2 separate regions of the Zea mays genome follow, and region 1 is linked to region 2. The links are chromatin contacts, called in public Hi-C maps. All regions are on one chromosome and are shown on one strand. Each heading gives the region's core, a stretch centred on a gene start, on an enhancer-like site or on the middle of the called end of the contact. The rest is flanking DNA. Distances are from core to core; before and after follow the strand shown.

Region 1 (3,290 bases), core at 708-3,207, 390 kb before region 2:
TGAGCTTATCTCGAATCCCATATTCGACATATCTCCTTGAAGATCTTCGACCTTTTTATTTGACATCTTCACCTCCCATTCAAGTTTCTCTAAAGACGCTTGCTTGTCTGCAAGCATAATCTGTAGGAGGACAAAGAAAAGATCAGGTGAAACACGAAATCTTTTCCCATCAGAAAAATCAACAATCTTTAATTTTAGCATCCTTACCCCCAAAAAAAAGGAAATTTAGTATTACCATATGTAAGTAGAAATTCGCTATATGTAAATCATCTCAATAAGAAATATGCACAACCATTTATATACGCAAAAGTAACTGTAGATTACTCAATGTCTAAATCAAAGGGTAAGCTGGAATTGAACAAATATTGATTCGATACAGGGCAAAACAGCAAGCATAGCTAATTTGCAGTATCCTCAAAATGAGGATAAAGAACTTATAACTTTCATAAACTGTGTCATGCTGTTAAACAATCAGTCAACAACCCAGGTTTGTTGATGATATAAAAGTTATGAACACACATTGCAAATAAGAGACAGGACTATATATGCATGAACTGAGTGTAACAGCTATGGCTTTGTGCATAAATCATGTGACGGACTTTATAACTATTGTAGATTTTACAGACATATGCATGCTTGCTAATTCAGAATAGTAATTAATGACAATCGGGCAGCACTTCACCTTTGCATCATGCAACTGAGAATTGGTAGATCTGATCAAAGCTTCTTTGTCAGCCACCAGGCGTCTGAGTTCATCGATAGTTGCATATGCTGCATTCATCTCAGTCACAGAGCTCTCCGCAGACCTCAGTGCCTCCTCCTTCTCAAGCAGCTTCTTTTGTAGGTCATTGATCTGCTCGCTTAGCACAGCAACCTCATCCTTGGGCATATTTTCAGCACCTGACAGAGATAATGGCACAACTGAACCGTTGTCGCCGTTAGAATCTGGGGTGCTCTTCTTGGCTATATCACCAGGGTCTCTCCGCTTTTTGGCTGATACGCTCTGTGGCAATTTGACACTTTTCAAATCGCTTGCCTGTCAAAATAAAGCATCCATCCTCAGGTTCATCACTACCAAATCTAAAGAGAAATTGTCATGGTAGTTTTACAAAAGAATCACATATACTGAGGATTCAGCTGCCATTCATCAACATCAGGCTACAAAATATGTGAAAGCTGAGATGCTTACAAGATCTAGGGAAACTGTTATTGTGCGAAGGTCTAATTTGAATGAGGGGAAATCAGCCTTAGGCTGCATTTTTGTTCAGTCCTAACTAACTAACGGCGGAAACCGACAGCTGAAGGAAACCAGCAATTTAAAACAGGAAACATATATATTCGAACGTAAGCAAGCGACGCGTGAATTAAATCGACAAATCCACAAACTAAACTATCAAAGGAACAGAAAGAAAGACATAGGGGTAAATTAGGGGGGAAAAGGCGGTAACAAACCTTCTTGGGCGGCGCCGGCGTGTAGACCAGCGAAGCGCGACGCGAGTATGCCGGGTTGACCCTCCGGTCCTGCACGCATGAAGAAGCGACACAGGATAACGGTCAGGCAGCGCATCGACAAGAGCTCGCGGAAACCTCAGTAGCCCCGGCGAGATCTAGCACGGCACCCGCGAACTCACCATGAGCGACTCGACGAGCGGCACCATCTCGACGAGGTTCTTGAAGAGCACCCGATCCACGTTCCCGCCGCCGCCCTCGCCAGCCGGCCCGCCGTTGCCGGCCTCCGCCGGCTGCGGCTTGTGGGATCGATCATGCATTTGGTATCCTGTTTCGAATCGAGTCGAAATTGGAAAAGGAGGAGGTGGAAATGAAACCGCTGGGAATTGGGATGGGAATGGAAATGGGAAAATGGTCGAGCGATGTCAGTCTGACAGGCTCGGGTCGGGGTTTAAGGCTCTCAGAGGCGTTGGGTTCGGATGCCGACCGGGTCGGCCCCGCGGGCTTGCTTTTCTCTACGATTCGAAGCTTGGAGAGGAGGCTTGCCGGAACAAATAGAGATGCTGGCTTTCGGCAGAAGTGCTAGGCCACTGATTGCGAGTGGTTACTAGGGGAATTGCAGGTGGGATTGGGTGTTACGCATATAAAATTTGCATCATACCAGATACATGATACCGGATCTCACCTTCATTACTATTTCCAGCAAACTCTGTATCTCACTTTCTATCTTATTTTCTATTTCAAACTTTATTCTACAAACAGTGCAGTAATCTACAGTACAAAAACAGTATTTTGCACGGTCGTTTACACGGTCTAGTGGAGATAGCCTAAGATAGACTGCTCTATCAAATTCGGGGCGGGCTACAGCTATAATCGACCACTGACATAGTAAGCAAGCATTTTTTATAAAAAAATAGTTTTGATTTTTCTACGTTTTAAATAGGAATATTACATTTCAATAATTAACCATTAAGAAGATACATCTCTTTAAATGCAATCAACCTCTGAGAGGTTTTGGTGATCAATGACAAAACAAATAAAGACTTTAACAAGTTTGCTTCTAGTATATGTTTAAGTTGTGTAAGATAAAAAAAACACATGTGATATTGTAAAGCAAAATAGGGAGCTTATGGTTAATAAGAATCATGTGTATTTGTTGGTCACTTGTTCTCAAATGTTGCGAATCAAGAACAAGGCAACACAATTGCCAAAGATTAAAGATCTTCGTCCTCCGAAACATTATCTGCTCTTGGATATAATGATCTTTAGACGAAGGTCATGAAGGGCATGCCTTCATTATTTATAATAATATAAGAGTACATAGAGATAATGAATGTAATCCATCAGTTCATTCACATATGTATTTCGTAATGTATATATGAATATTAACAAAGTTTACATTACGTTGATACCTTCGGGTTGCTCGAAGATGTTGACTCGAGAGCAATTACAATCCAACGTGAACAGTACGGTGGAACTGTTTATCTATTTATAGGCACGGAACGCAGCCTGGATAAAAGTACATTTATGACCTTAACATTTGTTCATAACTATAATATAAATCGTCATGGACTAACTAGTCTTTTCCTCTTCAGCTCAGCATCATGTCTGGTCTTCGTCATCACTTTAAGTCGAAGATGTTATACTTCGTCTATAGCTTTGGCGTTCATTGTTATCACCCTCGGGCTGTATCTTCGTCTTGAAAACCTTCTGTAGAGGGGAAGACTTCTATCATGAACCGAAGCTCCATGTAGTGATCAATATTATGCTAGAAGCGAATGATTAGTTATGTTTTTAAGGACATTCGGAAGAGGAAGGCCCCCAACAGTAGCCCCTCACAG
Region 2 (3,687 bases), core at 14-2,513:
ATCAGGATCCTACAACAAAAGAGTTAGCCAAAATACTCGATTGTTGGCCATCAATGAATTATTATATCACGGGTTGTAGATATGTAAGTATGTGTTCATTTCGAATGTATTTATAAAGGACACTTCTGTTGTAGGATCCTAATGACTGATATTTTGCAGGTTCTTATGCCATGAAAATTCAATGAATGTCACGCCCTTTTCGTAATAGATTATGTTAAAAAGCATGTGACTTTTATCGATTTTACACCGACTCAAGATTGGTGTAAATACATGTCATACAAGAGGTTCGCGGAAGCGATTATCATGGCCTCAAAAAAATATAAGATTGCTTACAACAAGAAACATTCTGGATGGGCGGAGGATATCTTTAAGTGGGAACATACAATTCAGACTGGTGTCCCAATTGACTTAAGAGGGTATTTTCTTCGTACCGCCTTCTCAGTAGTTTAAATTTTTTCTATGATAATCATTGTATAAAACATAGTTACCCAAACATTATTCTATAGGTTTAATACCAGCTACCTCGTTCTACAAGCTATGGCCATGTGGGGGAATGACAGACTACTGAAATTTGTTAGGGTGAGTGTAGTACGTTCGTTTTATGTTCAAAACATACATTCCAGCTATCTCATTCTACAAGATAATATGTTTTGTTCTCTTATGACTTTGTCTGTAGGATGTAAAGATTTTTCGAAGGAACTTTGTGATTGATATGTTAAGTTATGAGGACAATTCGTGCCGATATGTCATCCCTGCAAACATACAACAGGAACTTATCGATATCGCTAAAAAGGATTAGTTGATTAGTGTACAGTTGTCGACACATTTGTCTGTAATTAAAAATTCTAAATTAACTTTTTAGAAATAATTTGTGTGATATTGATAGTTTTCCACACGTATTTTGCATATTATAGTGATGTTTGTCGTTCCGTATCAATGTGTCATACAAATCTTTTACTTCCGTTGCAACGCACGAGCATATATCTATAATATATATTGTTATTGTGTTATTATACGGTTCCGTTGCAACGCACGGACACTCACCTAGTATAATTAAAAAAAACTAAGTACAATTTAGAATAGAGATGAGTTGAATGGTCTAACTTCTCATTTCTAGGACCGAAAAACGCTGCTGCAGCAGCACTACCTGAATGTAGGGACTGGAATTTGGACGGTGGGAACTCGCAATTGCAAAAAAAGAAAGAAAGGAGAAAGCAGAGAGATGGCCGTTACTCACGCCCGACTCACATCTCTCCCTAGCCATGGTTATTTGTTAACCCGTGTTCCTTAACCCCTCTTTAACCCATCCCTCACCCCCTACTTGAGGCGCACCACTCCTGCCCCTGCGCACGAACACACAGTACAGACACCAGGAACGGTTGAACAAGCGTGGGTGGGAGCTGGGAAGCAGGGGCGGCCAGTGGGGGCACCGGGAGGTGGAGCCGTTGTGCCAACCGAGAGTTGGTGGCGCGGCGCCGGCCGCCGGGCAGGGACTGGTGGTGCTGCCTTCTCGGAGTGTGGCAGCGGCGGCGGCGGAGCAGTGCCAGATCTGCGACTCCGACGGCGCAATCCACCATTCCCTGGCCAGTGGGGGCACCGGGAGGTGGAGCCGTTGTTCCAGCAACCGAGAGTTGGTGGCGCGGCGCCGGCCGCCGGGCAGGGATTGGTGGTGCTGCCTTCTCGGAGTGCGGCGGCGGCGGAGCAGTGCCAGATCTGCGACCCCGACGGCGCAATCCACCATTCCCTGGCCTCCGCATTGCATCAGGTACGGGTGGGGGTTCCTCGTCGACATTCCTGGGGTTGTCCATTTCCACTGGTGTTCATCTCATCAATTCTGCCGAGTCTCTGCATTTTCTTCCCATTTTTTATTCGATTTTTTCATAGCCGGGTGAGCAAAAGGTGACATATTTGGCAGTAAGTAACTATGCTTTCTTGCACATAGATGCAGCACAGCTTTAATTCTAGTAGCTTCTGGAACAATTGTTTCCTTTATTATGTTATTTCATTCACTAAGCTCTCAACTTGGATGCCCGATTGCACAGCATGGTGAATCAATGTTAGGTGCTAGTCTTCTGCCCCTTGACGCCATACCATTAGGCGTTTGCTTCTTCATCTGCTTTTAGCAGAAGCTGATCTGTGTCGATCGATCTGGCATTTGTGCAGCAGAGTTTGTGCCTGTGCAGAGCTACCGCTGTAGTGTAGATTTAGCTCGTGCCTGTGCAGAGTTATCATGAGGAAGCTTCCTTATCTTCTATTTCACAGTCCATGTAGAACAGGACTGGTGCTAGAGTGGATTGTATGTCATGGAAAGAATCTTCTTGTCTTGTTTCAGTGCTTTGTTAGTTTCTTCTCTCTTTGGGCTATGATGATAATCTCCTCTAATTCTTTCTGTTCTTGCAGGATCTAACAATCAACAAGCAAGCTTGTCCAGTCTCATAAGTAACAGCTACCTGGTGTAGAAGGGTTGCTGCTATCTGCCTGTCTTCACCTTATGGTAATGTCTAGCAAGTTGTAAAAGATGTCTGTCACTGTCTGATGATCTCTGCTGTGAGTCTCACTCGTCTGCTGAACTTGACGGGTGCAGAAGGAAACAAGAGAGGAGCAAGAAAGGCCGGATTCTGGCAGCTTCCTCTAGTACATTGGCTGCAATTTCTCTTTCAGTTTCTACCATGCCTCGCAACTTGGAATGCCCAGTGCAGACCCAGATGGCAGTCTCAGCCTTGGACCGAACTCTTAGCAGTGAGTATCCTACTAAAAGCAAAAGCGAGACCAAGGTTGGTGGATGGAAACGTGTTTTTGTCCAAACCGATGTTGGTTGTGTCCTGGCTATTCAATTGAATTGTGGTGACAATGCACATACGGTCAAAAGAAAGCTGCAGGTGGCCCTAAATTTTCCCACTGATGAGAGTGTTCTGAAAAATGATCTCAGCACCATTAGAAATGATTTCCCTTTGCTTCTCACCAAGACTTTCATGCATCGAAGTTCCTCCACACCATGCTTGTCTCCTAGTGGCAAGGATCTCCAACAGCAAAAAGATAGGGGCTGTCCAATTGAACTGTTAGTATGCCCGAGCCGCTGTTCTCGAACAAGGCAGCTCGTGAAGGATGTTGCTAGGGCAATCAAGAAAGGTGTGGATCCAGTACCTATCAAAAGTGGGCTTGGTGGTGCTTACTATTTCAGGAACAGCAAAGGTGAGAATGCAGCAATTGTGAAGCCAAATGATGAAGAGCCTTTTGCTCCCAACAACCCAAAAGGTTTTATAGGGAAATCCCTTGGGCAGCCAGGCCTCAAAAGATCAGTTCGAATTGGCGAGACCTGTTTTAGAGAGGTTGCGGCGTACCTTCTGGACTATGATAACTCTGCTAATGTTCCTCCGACGTTACTTGTTAAGATTTCTCATCCTGTGTTTCATATGAATGAAGACATCAATTTTGCTAACAAAAATATTGCTGATGGTAGCATTCAAGCTGTTAGCAAGACTGCATCATTTCAGCAGTTTATTCCTCACGATTTTGATGCCAGTGATCATGGCACCTCAAGCTTTCCTGTTTCTGCTGTCCATAGGATCGGTATTCTTGACATCAGGATCTTCAACACTGATAGACATGCTGGCAATCTTCTGGTAAGGAAGCAAACCGGAGCAGGAAAATTTGGGAATCATACTGAACTTATTCCTATTGATCATG

What was found. A called contact is a pair of places that touch in the nucleus more often than the background predicts.
Region 1: a Hi-C map of leaf shows a contact between it and region 2, with 6 times the contacts expected there. The contact joins the promoter of LOC100144300 here to the promoter of LOC103638274 in region 2. A contact is called at or near these places in 3 of 25 Hi-C or Micro-C datasets (ear, endosperm and leaf).

Annotation. Positions count from the first base shown.
Region 1 is chr9:39,706,814-39,710,103 of Zm-B73-REFERENCE-NAM-5.0, reverse strand. It overlaps LOC100144300 (TMV-MP30 binding protein 2C), which reads right to left and starts at 1,957. Exons shown (of 5, transcript NM_001122869.2): 1 at 1,632-1,957; 2 at 1,453-1,521; 3 at 683-1,036; 4 at 1-120. The coding sequence starts at 1,769.
Region 2 is chr9:39,313,671-39,317,357 of Zm-B73-REFERENCE-NAM-5.0, reverse strand. It overlaps LOC103638274 (phosphatidylinositol 4-kinase gamma 5), which reads left to right and starts at 1,263. Exons shown (of 3, transcript XM_008661235.4): 1 at 1,263-1,765; 2 at 2,401-2,494; 3 at 2,585-3,687. The coding sequence starts at 2,670. It overlaps LOC103638275 (a long non-coding RNA gene), which reads left to right. Exons shown (of 3, transcript XR_558664.4): 1 at 1-83; 2 at 160-416; 3 at 507-580.